Regions from separate parts of the Gossypium hirsutum genome. Here region 1 is linked to region 2. A link is a contact called in public Hi-C data. All regions are on one chromosome and are shown on one strand. The core of a region is the stretch at or near the end of the contact, and the rest is flanking DNA. Distances in the headings are between cores, read along the strand shown.

Region 1 (5,971 bases), core at 512-3,011, 85 kb before region 2:
CATTTGAAAGCTACACTTCTATAATACTGTTATTATTCTTCTTTTTATAAATAGTTCTAGATAATAAAGTTTCCCGTGAAATAATGAAATCACACATATATTCTCTAATTCAATATTTGTTAATTCTTTTGTTTAAGAGATAACCTCATTCATTTTACAACCTCTTTTTTCATCAAAATCGAGAAAGTCCTCTTGATTTAGTGTTAGACGACATATAATTAGTGAATCGGTATGATCCGTAATTATCATATTCGATCCACCGAAGAACACGGCATGACTAATTGAGTGATTGATTAGATTCTTTACTCAATTTCATTTCATCAGACTATGGACCTTTTATGTTACCTATTAATATAAGTTATTTTTTACATTATGATCCAACCACATAATCCAACTTAGCATTAGTTAAATATTAAGTAATTAGTGAATCAATACTTATTTACATTTTTCTTTGCATGCAAAAACTATTAAGGATAATTATAAATGATGAAATTTTATTAAATCAAATTGTTCGAAAAATTTCAAGTACAAATGATAAATAAATTACACTTAGTCCCTTTCCCTCGTTATTTAGTAAAAGATACCCATTGTTTCTTTTGCTTTTGTTATTAAACATATAGACTTTTCAACTTGGAAAAAATAAAACTTCATTGATTTTTTTCTTTATTATAATCAAAACTATCTCTGTTTTTGCCTTAATAATAAAAATAATTGGGAGAAATTTATTTGCATGAAGAAATTTTCATCTCTGTTTTTGTTTTCATAAAAAGATTTGGGTGTTAAAAAAATTGAAAGATTCTAAAAGAATATTATTTGAGTGTTGATTTTGATTTGAAAAAAAGAAAAGAAGAATAGTTTTGAAAACTATTTTTGAGTTTAGTCACTAGATTTTAAAAGAGAAAAGAAAAAAGAATGAAGGTTTGAAGGAAAATTAAAAGGATTAAAAAAACTTTGTTTTAAAAATATCAAATTTAGGTAATTGGAATTCGGAAATTTTGATTTGAATTTATTGGACCTAAGTTCTCGAGCGCGAAGAATATGAAATTTTGCTATCCCATTACATATATTGGTATTACGTTAGAAATGTTTGTATCCAGTAAAAAATTTAAGTATTCGTTAAATTTTTTTTTTTGGTCCCTGTTAGAGATTTTGGCAGTCGGTTAGAAAATTTGGTGTTTGTTAGAAATTTCAATATTTGTTAGAGATTTTGGTATTTATTAAAGATTTTGATATTTGGTTACAAATTTTGGTACCCGTAAGAGATTTTGGTTACAAATTTTGGTATCCATTAGAGACTTTGGTATTTGTTTACAAATTTTGGCAACTATTAGAAATTTGGGTATATGTTAGAGATTTCAATATTTATATGTTAGAGGTTTCAATATTTGGTTAGAGATTTAGAAATTTTGATTTTGGTCTCGATTAACAATTTTAGTATTTACTTAGAGATTTTGGTAGTATCACGTTAGAAATATTGTTATAATGTAAGAAATTTTGATATAAGCTATGGTCTTCATAGACCGGAGATAAAAGAAAATTTTTGATATATCAAAATATCTAAAGATATTCCTTATAAATGTTGGTATGTATTAAAAATACTGGTATAACATTAGAAATTATGATGTGTTTAAAAATCTAAAGATTGGTATTAATTTGATAAAATCTTGAAAAGGTTGTGAGGACAATATCAGTATAATTTGTAATTTTAAAAAATCTTGGTAAAATATTTTAAAAATATTCATGATGAAGGGATTTTGATGTTTGGTCAATTTTAATCCAGCCCAAAATAGAAAATGGAAGAATTGGGCCAAATCGCTGGGCTATATTATTTCACTTTGAACTGATTAGCTTGTCTTCCATGACCTGGGGGCACTTCGATTTCAATTTCAATTTCAATTTCAATTTCAGACAACTAAAACACAGAGAAAATGGAGATTCTTTCTGCAGTGTCTCCTTGCAGCTACGTCCCTCGTTGTCTCCTTGTAAAGGTAATATGTTACCCTTTCCATTCTCCTTCTTTCTCCATTGTGTGCGTCTATGAATCATATAAGTTGTTGCCGACTGAGTGAATAAAAAAATGAGGGTTTCCAAAGGGTAATGCAAATCAAGCTCCTTCAAAGCTCAAACATGTCGAACAAGTTAAAATACCGCATTTCAAGAACATGTTTCCACCTCTTGTTGCTGCATTCGTGGCCTTATCTCCTATCTGCAACACCCCAGGTACCCAATCCCACACAATTCATTGCTCTCACTTTAACTGAAACTACCCAATTCATTGCTTAAAACTATCGTGATTCTGATTGTTGAGGAGCATTTTCGCTTAGTTAATGTCATATCTTTCTCATGGATGCAGCTATTGCACAAAGCGTAGATATACAGAGAGGGGCCACATTGTTTGGACAGGCCTGTATTGGATGTCATGATGGAGGTGGAAACATAATTCAACCAGTGAGACACTTTTTTGTATTTCATCGACTATAGATGATCATTGTTTCTATTATTTCCTCTCTAATCCACCCTTCCATGTTCATTTTTAGGGTGCAACACTCTTTACAAAGGACCTAGAAAGGTAATATGTTCTTCTTGAATTAGATATTTTCAAAGCTTATTTGATTGAATGACTATCCTACAGGAATGGGGTTGTCACTGAAGACGATATATACCGTATCACATACTATGGCAAGGGAAGAATGCCTGTAAGAATTTACATAGAAAATTGAGATCCTCCTTACTGTATCTATCATTTTTATGATGATTTGTGTGGTTTGTTTGAAGGGGTTTGGCGAGAGCTGCACGCCGAGGGGACAATGCACATTTGGACCACGTTTGAAGGAAGATGAAATCAAGCTCTTGGCTGAGTTTGTGAAGTTACAGGCTGATCAAGGGTGGCCAAATGTAGCAAGTAATGGGGATTGATTTCTTGTTTTACCTCTAACTATCCAAACAGATAGATATACATCCATTCATGTTTAAGGCTTGATCTGGAATCTTGAATGAAATCAAACCTTGCCCATTTCATAAATGTAATTGGAGGAACTGTTATTATTAGATAGTAATTAGGTCCTCTTATAATCATAAGCAATTCTAGTTCTCTAATATAATATAATTACATCATAATTAAACAATCATATAATTTTAAACTCTAAACAAAAGTATTAATAATACTTGAGAAAAAAAATTCTTTAAACAATAAAACTTAAAATCAAATCATCGTATGCAATATGTTAGTACAAGTGTCACGAGGCTAGACCTTTCGTCTTGCAAACCGTGCGGCCTTAGTGATCCGTTTGCTCCAAACTCGCCTAAGTCAGCCTTTACGCCCAAAAGTGAGAATTCTTTAGAACTCCTCCAAGGCACCCATTTGTAAAGCGGAAACGATTGTGCCAAAAGAAGAACAACAAAGAATAATAAAGAACAACAGAAAGAACACTCGCAAAGTGTTTGAGTAAATGTTCTCTATTCTCTTATTCACAAAGAATAATGAAACAATGAATGGAGTGAGTACAACTGAGGGGGAGGCTCTCTATTTATAGTTGAGCTCCCCCAAAACCGACGGTCAAGATACATTTACATCGACGGATGAGATTTAACCATATCCCTTAAGTTTAGGGATTTACAAGATAAGCTTTATCAAATCTAATCTAATCTTTACAAGATATGATCTTCTAAGATTAGTTACCATATTAGCCCATTTCTTACTTATCGGGCCAACTAGGCTTCAATCTGACAGGCTTCTCCAATAGCTCTTTGAATCGGGCCAGTTCTTGTAGGCCAAATGATCCTCATCTGAGTAATAGACCTCCATTGGATGCATTTGGTGCGATGGTCACGGGCTTTAAACTGCGGCCTATGACATTCTCTCCCACCCATTCTCGCAACGTCCTCGTTGTGACTTCCGAATGGCACTGACTTGATTTGCCTTGGTCTCATCTTGACGCCTTAGCTTTTCCCTTCCTTCGGGACTTTTGCTTCGGCTTATGTCGTTTCTTCACTCGAACCGTCCTACTTTCGATGACAAGAAGTTATGTCACTCGCTTGTCCACATTCTAACTTTGCTCGAATAGAATCCTCGTGATTCGCCACCCTTGGCTTCGCTTTGTCCACAGTCTCTCGGCCTCTTTGTTCAAGAACTTCAAAAGGGCCCTACGTTCTTGCCAAGTCAACGAGTTAGAATGCAAAACACTATCACAGTGTTCCGAATGTACCTTTGCATTTACTCTGGTCAACTGTCCCACATGCATCACTTCTTTTTCCTTGAAGTCTGATGCACCACCCACCTCTCCCATAGGTGGAAGCCTTGTCGATGACTCGGCCAACTCCGACGCTTCATTCAACTTGAGCCTCATTGGTCCCAGCTTCACTGTTTTCATTGCAACTCTTTCCTTTAAGTCCGATGACAAACTCATCTCTTCCTTGGGTGGAAGCCCCTCCGATGACTCACCAAGCTCAGGCGTTGCCTTTCTTTTAACTCCGGCTTGCTTTGGATAGTTCCGCAACTCATGCGGACCACGGCACAAGAAGCACTTTAATTGCTTTTTTTGCTCCTCTTTGCCCTCTTGGCTTCGGCTTTTCCCTTGCTCGAACCAAGCTTCTTGGGCTCCTTGTCTACTCCATCGTTCCCCTCGATGACAGACTTTCTCGGACACTTCCGCAACCTATGCAGACCATGACACAAGAAGCACTCCACTAACTTCTTCTCACTTTCGGCCTCCTTGGCTTCGACACCCCTTGCGCTCGAACCAAGTACCAAGGCCTTACCCACCGGCTTCTCATTAAGCGCGGATTTCTTCGGACATTTCTTTAACATGTGTGGACCGTCACAAAGAAAGCATTTCAGCTTGTCCCTTTTCCTCTTGGGTTTCTTCTTCCCAACTCGTGGTTTTTCTTTACCACTATTGTCGCCGTTGCCATTGCCATCAACAATATCTTCCTTGTGATCCATTTCACATACGCCGCTTATATCGGACTTGGAAGACCCAAGCTTGACCACGGACTCAACTACCGTCATGGCTTCCGACAGCTTTTGGACACCTCTTTGTTCCACCTCCTGTCTGACCCACGGCTTCAATCCATTCTGTAAAGCAAGCAATGCTTCTTCCTCGGTCACATCTGAAACTTGGAGCATGAGTTCCTTGAACTCTTGAACATACTCCCCCACTCTGCCCCGTTGCGATATACCTTGCAACTTTTCCCGAGCTTCTTCCTCGGCAAACTCTGGGTAAAACTGTCCCTTCAATTCGCATTGGAACTCTTGCCACGTCCCAATCTCACCTTGCCTTTTATCTGTGGTCCTACCTTGCCACCATAAAAGCGCAATGTCAGTAAGAAACATTGAAGCAGTGTTTACCTTATCTGCATCATCCATGATGCCTTTGGCACGAAAGTAGTTTTTCATCCTCCACAAGAAATTGTCCACATCGCATGCAGACCTTGTTCCCACAAACTCTTTCGGCTTCGGGACATCCTCGTTACTGAGTGCTGCATTTGCCACTCCATTCCCCACGGCAGCTCGACACAAGGCCAGCTCTCCATTGAGCTCCTCTATTCTTGTGCTCAAAGCCCTCGTCGTGGCCATTGTTTCGTCCTTCAAAGCCATTATCATGGCCTCGAGAGCATCGTTTCTCTCCGTTTGCTTCTTCCTTTGGGAATCTAGCAACTCTCGCACGTTATCCCTTTGGGAAGTGAGACACACGGTAACAAAGTCCTTGGACTGCTCCCTCAAGTCATCAATGCTTTCCCCAAGCACATTGCCTGACTCTTTTGCGTCCTCCATGGACTCCTCAAGTTTACCCACGCGTTCCTCAATAGCTGACAACATCTCCCTCAAAGACTTCCTCGCCCACCTTTGTTCAAACTCTTCTCTTGACATCCCAACGATGCCTTCGAACCAACTCGAATATCACTTGGTTCAAAACTTGGCTCGAATACCACTTGTCACGGGGCCAGACCTTTCGTCTCGTAAATCGTGCGG
Region 2 (5,452 bases), core at 2,399-4,898:
CAATAGTTCAACAAATCATAAACATATTCACTTACATATATATATTATCACCACTATATCATTACAACCAATAAAACTTAACCTACCTTTCATGAGATTAATCATTAATATCCTTTCATTTTATTTAGTTCAATGGGTTTCTTTTTAGGATTTCATATATAACTCAATTCATAATGTTCTATCATAGCTCATACATGCATAATTAACAACTTATCGTCTATGTTCTCCTATCAACAAGGATTACTTATTTATTTGTCATTTTTCACTAAACATCATGTAACGCCCCAAAATTTTAATTTTGGGTATTGTGAATGTATGACACAAAAATCTGTCAACTTTAGTGGTTATGTGTTCTGGGAGTGTTCGGGAGGTCCCAAGTTCAAGCTAGGACTTGGGAAAATTTTGGTATTTTTATGAATAAGCCCTATCTTTGGTCAGTATGCTTTTAAGTAAAAGTTGGCAAATAATTAATAGAATGGGTTTGTTAGTCTGGTGGATAAGTGGAATGTTGGTGTGTGAGAAGTCATGGGTTCGAATCTTTGGGACGGTAAAGGTTGTATTTTTGCTTCTAATTTTGGCAAGAGTTGTGCTGAACTGGGTTTCTGAGTGGTGGATGTGTAGTGGGAAGTGAATGAGCAATTTTAGGAGTGAATTAGGGGAGAATATCCAAAATCTGATCATTTTTTCCTTTTTCAAAAAAAAAGTCATTTTTCTCTTCATCTTTCCATCTCTACCGAATTTTTATTTTCTTTTCTTCTTTGCTTCTTACTCGATTATCTTTTCTTTTCTTTCCTCTACTGCTGAAATTCCCTTGTTCCCCATAAACCATTCTTTCCTCTTGATTTCATAGCGTTAAGCAGCACTTGTACAAATTCAGTAAGTTGTTGGGTATCATTTTAAGAGATTATTTTGTGTTCAATAGTATAATTTCAGGGTGTTGGCAGCAGCATTTCAGGAGGATTAAGGCTCTCCTCGTGATTTTCGTAAACGTACGGATTTAAAGTTTTTGTGGTAAGTGTTCATCGTTTTATGAGTAAGTATTTTGGTTTTGGGATTTTGATTAATTGCAAGGTAAGACTGATTATGGTGTTATTTGTTCAATTATAGGTTTTGAAGTACTCGGGGACTGTTTTAGCATCAAACAAAACCAGGTGTGTACCTAAAACACAAAAATAAGGGATTCAGCAAAAAGCCAAAATTACTTGTTGTTTGGCCAGCAGCAGTAAACTAAATTTGAAAATTCACCATAAATTGTGGAAATCGAATTAGAGGATGAAAAAGATATGGGATTAAAGATATTTGAGCCTAGTTTTTCATAGAAGAAACAAAGTAAGCAAAAGAATTTCATATTATGAGATCTTTGAATTTTAGTGAGATTGGGTCAGAATGATTTCGGAATCCCCTGTCCTGAATTTGAAAAATTATTAAAAATTGTATAAAAATAATTATGGGTTAGAATTTATATTTTAAAAATCTTGAATAAGCCTACTTTCAAGAGAAATAAACGAGAACATCATCTGAATTCTGTACGAGAAGATAATTAATTTTTAGTGCAGAAAGGTCAAAACTGTAAGATAGCAGAATAGGTAAAAATTTAAAGAATAAAATGTACTTATTGGCTAAACCAATAATTCTGAAATTTTTATGGTAAGAAGATATTTGAGTCTGGTTTCAGGAAAAATTTGTAGATCTTAATTCGAAATTCTATAGCTTAAGATACAAATAATTTAGTAATAGTGACTCAAGTAGACAGCTTTGAAGGATCATATGAGTAAATAGTGGAAACACATATGAATAATTAACGAGCACGGGTTACATTAAAATGGATCACGAGGCCAATGCCAATTTGGGTCATGTGGGCCACACGGGATTGTGGGCCCACACGGACGAACATCATGGGCTTGTAGGCCCATTTTCACTGTTTGACTGATAATGTTGCACGAGTCGCCCAAGTCGATTGTGAATCTACTGTAGGGTCGGTAAGCTTACCTAGACCCCTAATTGACTGAAATGACTGTATTACTGATATGATTAAGCCTGATGATGTCCCACTGATTTGCTACTGTATACCCTGTTTAGATGCATGATGTTATGTTATAGCATGCCATATTTGTATATTGCATTGCATTAGGTTGGGGGATTATAATATTCGGAGGAAGTGTACTGAAAGGCCTCGAGCCTAATTTACTGGTAGCTCAGCTGAAAACTATTGTCTAGTGCCGCATTTTGTACTACTTGGAGTGTAGGGATGGGTGGGTTGATTATATCCCCACATGGAGTGTAGGGTTGGACGGAGATGGTGTGTAGAGGCTAGATGGGTAGGATTTTTGTAACTGCATATCTGTTACTGCTACTGATACTGTGATGGGCTAAAGCTCTACTGCATGACTGTTTTTGTACTCAGATAGACTAAGGCCCAAACTGGATTGATACTGATACTGAAAAGGGCTTAAGCCCAAACTTTGATTATTTGTTTACTGTCTGTTCATTTGTATAGGGATTACACACTGAGTTTACGTAAACTCACCCCTTCTGTTTAATCTGTACAAGTAATCCCCAGATTTAGGCGGATCGGTGCGATGGAGGACTCAGTGGTGGCCACACGACTTCTTTTACACTGTTTATTACCTATTTATGATTTTACTTTTATTTTGGAATATTTTGCTGTAATTATGGCCCTTACGGATTTTGGTTTAAATTTGGTTTTTATACGGTTTTATGATTTAAATCTGCTAGTGTTAGGTAAAACTCGGGTTTTTAAATGAAATTAATGTATTATCAAAAATACCACGAATACGCAAACTATTTAAAATCTTCTGCAATAAGAAAACGTTTTGAAATTGAATAACGATTTGTAAATGAATAATGTTTTGGAAACGAACGACACGATTTGAAATTAACATAAGATAATGAAAAAAATAATTAAATAAAAAAGAGGATTTAGCAGCGACATATTTTTCGAAAAGCACTATCTTGTGACATCGTCAGATTCTGCCATAACGTCTAGGCTGGATCTGGGGTGTTACACATCACCAATTCAATTCAACATGGCATAACACATTTATTTACCAACTCTTCCATATTCAATTTCAACAAAGCATAAATCCAACTCATCACTATTCACTAGGTGCAATCACATAAGCATGGTATACATGGCATTTGTTACTCTATCATCATTTAATCCAACACTTACCATTTAAATGCTTATTCAACAAGTACATAACATGATCAAAGCAACAATTAACACCAATCTTTTCACAAGCCAAAATATTTAATTATTTTATGCAATGAAGTCAAATTACGTTAGCACAAACCGTATTCGTTGTCCGTCGCCCATTTTTGTCTTTATCCCCCGACGTTCTGCCAGTGTTAGTTTCTCAAATCTAGCATATAAACTTATACTTAAACATGTTATACATACTTTTCACTTTATTCCCTTAAAACTCTAATATCTGAAATTCTCGTATTTTACAATCTACCAATTAAATTTAAATTTAACTTCGTAACTATACACTAGGGACCTCAAACTATCAATAAACATCATTTTAATCCAAGTTGTCATCTCTATCATTTTAATCCTCAAGTACTCATCAAGGGTTTCTTTAATAATCACTTAATCAAACTTCGTCTCAACAATACCCATTAGCTACTCGACTCATTTTCACCATGATCACAACTTAAATATACTAATTACCCATGAAACCAAACTTTCTCATCTAGGATTTTCAAAGTTTCCATCCATGTTAACTAATTAAAACTTTATTAATTAGAAATTCCAATGCTTGGGCCCTAATTATCTAACATCATTAACTAATAATCTAACAAAATTCAAGACAAAAAGCTTCCTAACCTTGAAAATTGATGGACGGCAATGGAGAAACCTTTGGAGAAAAATTTTCGTCTTTTTCCTCGTATGCCGTTAAGAAAGAATGAAAATGAGCATCATTCATTCTTTTTATTATACTAACATGCATATATAATAAAAATAAGAATTATCTCATCTTATGGTCATCAATCAATGCATGAAAATGTTGGTGTATTTTAATGGCATGGATTAATCCACTCCACTAACCCATTTTATTTATGGTTTATTTGCTCTCAAGTCCTTGGTGTAATTATACTATGGGAACTTACTTAATTCCTCAAATCAGTTCTTCTTAATTATGTTGACTTGGAACTTAGTCTTGTACTAAATTAAGTAGTAATTCTAATTCCTAATTTTGTAATCATCACATAAATTCCTCGATTAAAAATTTCAAGATTAGCTCAACTCAAGGAGTTTAATCTTGAAACCACATTTTTCTGATAATTATGAATATTGAGTTGTTACACATTGAATATGTTTAAATATAAAATTGACCGTCAAACTATCACTTTTCCCACTTAAGTTTTTTTTTTTAAATGTGGTCATAGGTGATGCCTAAACTATTAATTTTGTGTCATTTTACCCCAAATTACAAAACCAACCAATAAAAACATGACACGTGTTATATTTTTATTAGATGTTGTACACTTTCGTGGGTAAAATGAAATGAAATTGATAGTTTAAGTATTCCTTTTGATAAAAACCACCAACTAAATAATGTATTAATTTTTTAAAAGTGATTTACACAACAGAAAGAAGAACAAATACACTCACTAAAGCCAACAAACTGGATTAAAACTCACACATGACAACTGTACAAGGTAAGACTCAGATACCTACACATATTTAGCAATAATATATTAATTTTTGTTACACAATATTTATGGATAGTGTAATAAGAAAATCTTTTCCATAATGATAGACTACGTGCTAAGCAGGATAAACCTTGTTTGAAGCTTATTGTATTAATAGAAAATTTAAAAGAATGCCTTAAAAGGTTGAAATTTGGTTCATTGGAATAACGTAATGATACATCCAAACCGTAAAACATGAAGATTTTCATGTATGAGGATCAGATTCTTTTGTCCAAAAGAAAATCTGACTTAACATCAAATCTATGAATTTGGACTCAATCAGCCGGTTTAAAGAAATACATATTTAAGCAGCAATACAGAATCAATAAGTTAAAACTACAGATCTTATGAATTACAAGCAAAATTTTTCAAGAGAAGAAACAAATAAATACGTATACCCAACCGAACAGAATCCTATTCTTTTAATTACTAGCAACCCTATCCATGCTTCTACTTCTTAGTAGCAGTCCATAATTCCCACTAGAGTACTTTAACCAAAAGATTTGATGAGGAAATGATAATAACTTCCCCTGGACCTGCTAAAAGAGGTGAACCTCAATCTCCTTTATGCACTTCCACACTTCACAGTTATGTTCCTGTCAGTGGTCTGGCCTGATTGTTTTCAATAAGATGATATCTCCAGCCAATTTCCCTAGACTGGCGAAACTCTCTCACTTCCATTCTTTCACGATACACAACGAATCTGAATATTTTCTTCTCTTTGCTTCGGGCT

What was found. Hi-C and Micro-C count contacts between places; a contact is called where the count stands out from the background.
Region 1: a Hi-C map of leaf shows a contact between it and region 2, with 4 times the contacts expected there. The contact joins the promoter of LOC107900395 here to the enhancer-like site in region 2. A contact is called at or near these places in 18 of 34 Hi-C or Micro-C datasets (fibers, hypocotyl, leaf and 2 more).

What each region holds. Positions count from the first base shown.
Region 1 is chrD06:52,875,906-52,881,876 of Gossypium_hirsutum_v2.1, reverse strand. It overlaps LOC107900395 (cytochrome c6, chloroplastic), which reads left to right and starts at 1,761. Exons shown (of 6, transcript XM_016826009.2): 1 at 1,761-1,988; 2 at 2,094-2,220; 3 at 2,354-2,448; 4 at 2,538-2,569; 5 at 2,633-2,696; 6 at 2,776-3,048. The coding sequence starts at 1,929. The coding sequence ends at 2,916.
Region 2 is chrD06:52,793,672-52,799,123 of Gossypium_hirsutum_v2.1, reverse strand. LOC107901866 (protein NARROW LEAF 1) reads right to left here. Exons shown (of 6, transcript XM_016828025.2): 6 at 4,861-5,452. The coding sequence ends at 5,391. Among protein-coding and RNA genes, the nearest start is that of LOC107901866, 12 kb to the right of the region's middle. Within about 2 kb of position 3,648, at least 3 of the 9 cell types and tissues checked have an H3K27ac peak or open chromatin away from gene starts, as enhancers often do. A contact at or near this core is called in fibers, where this site is marked.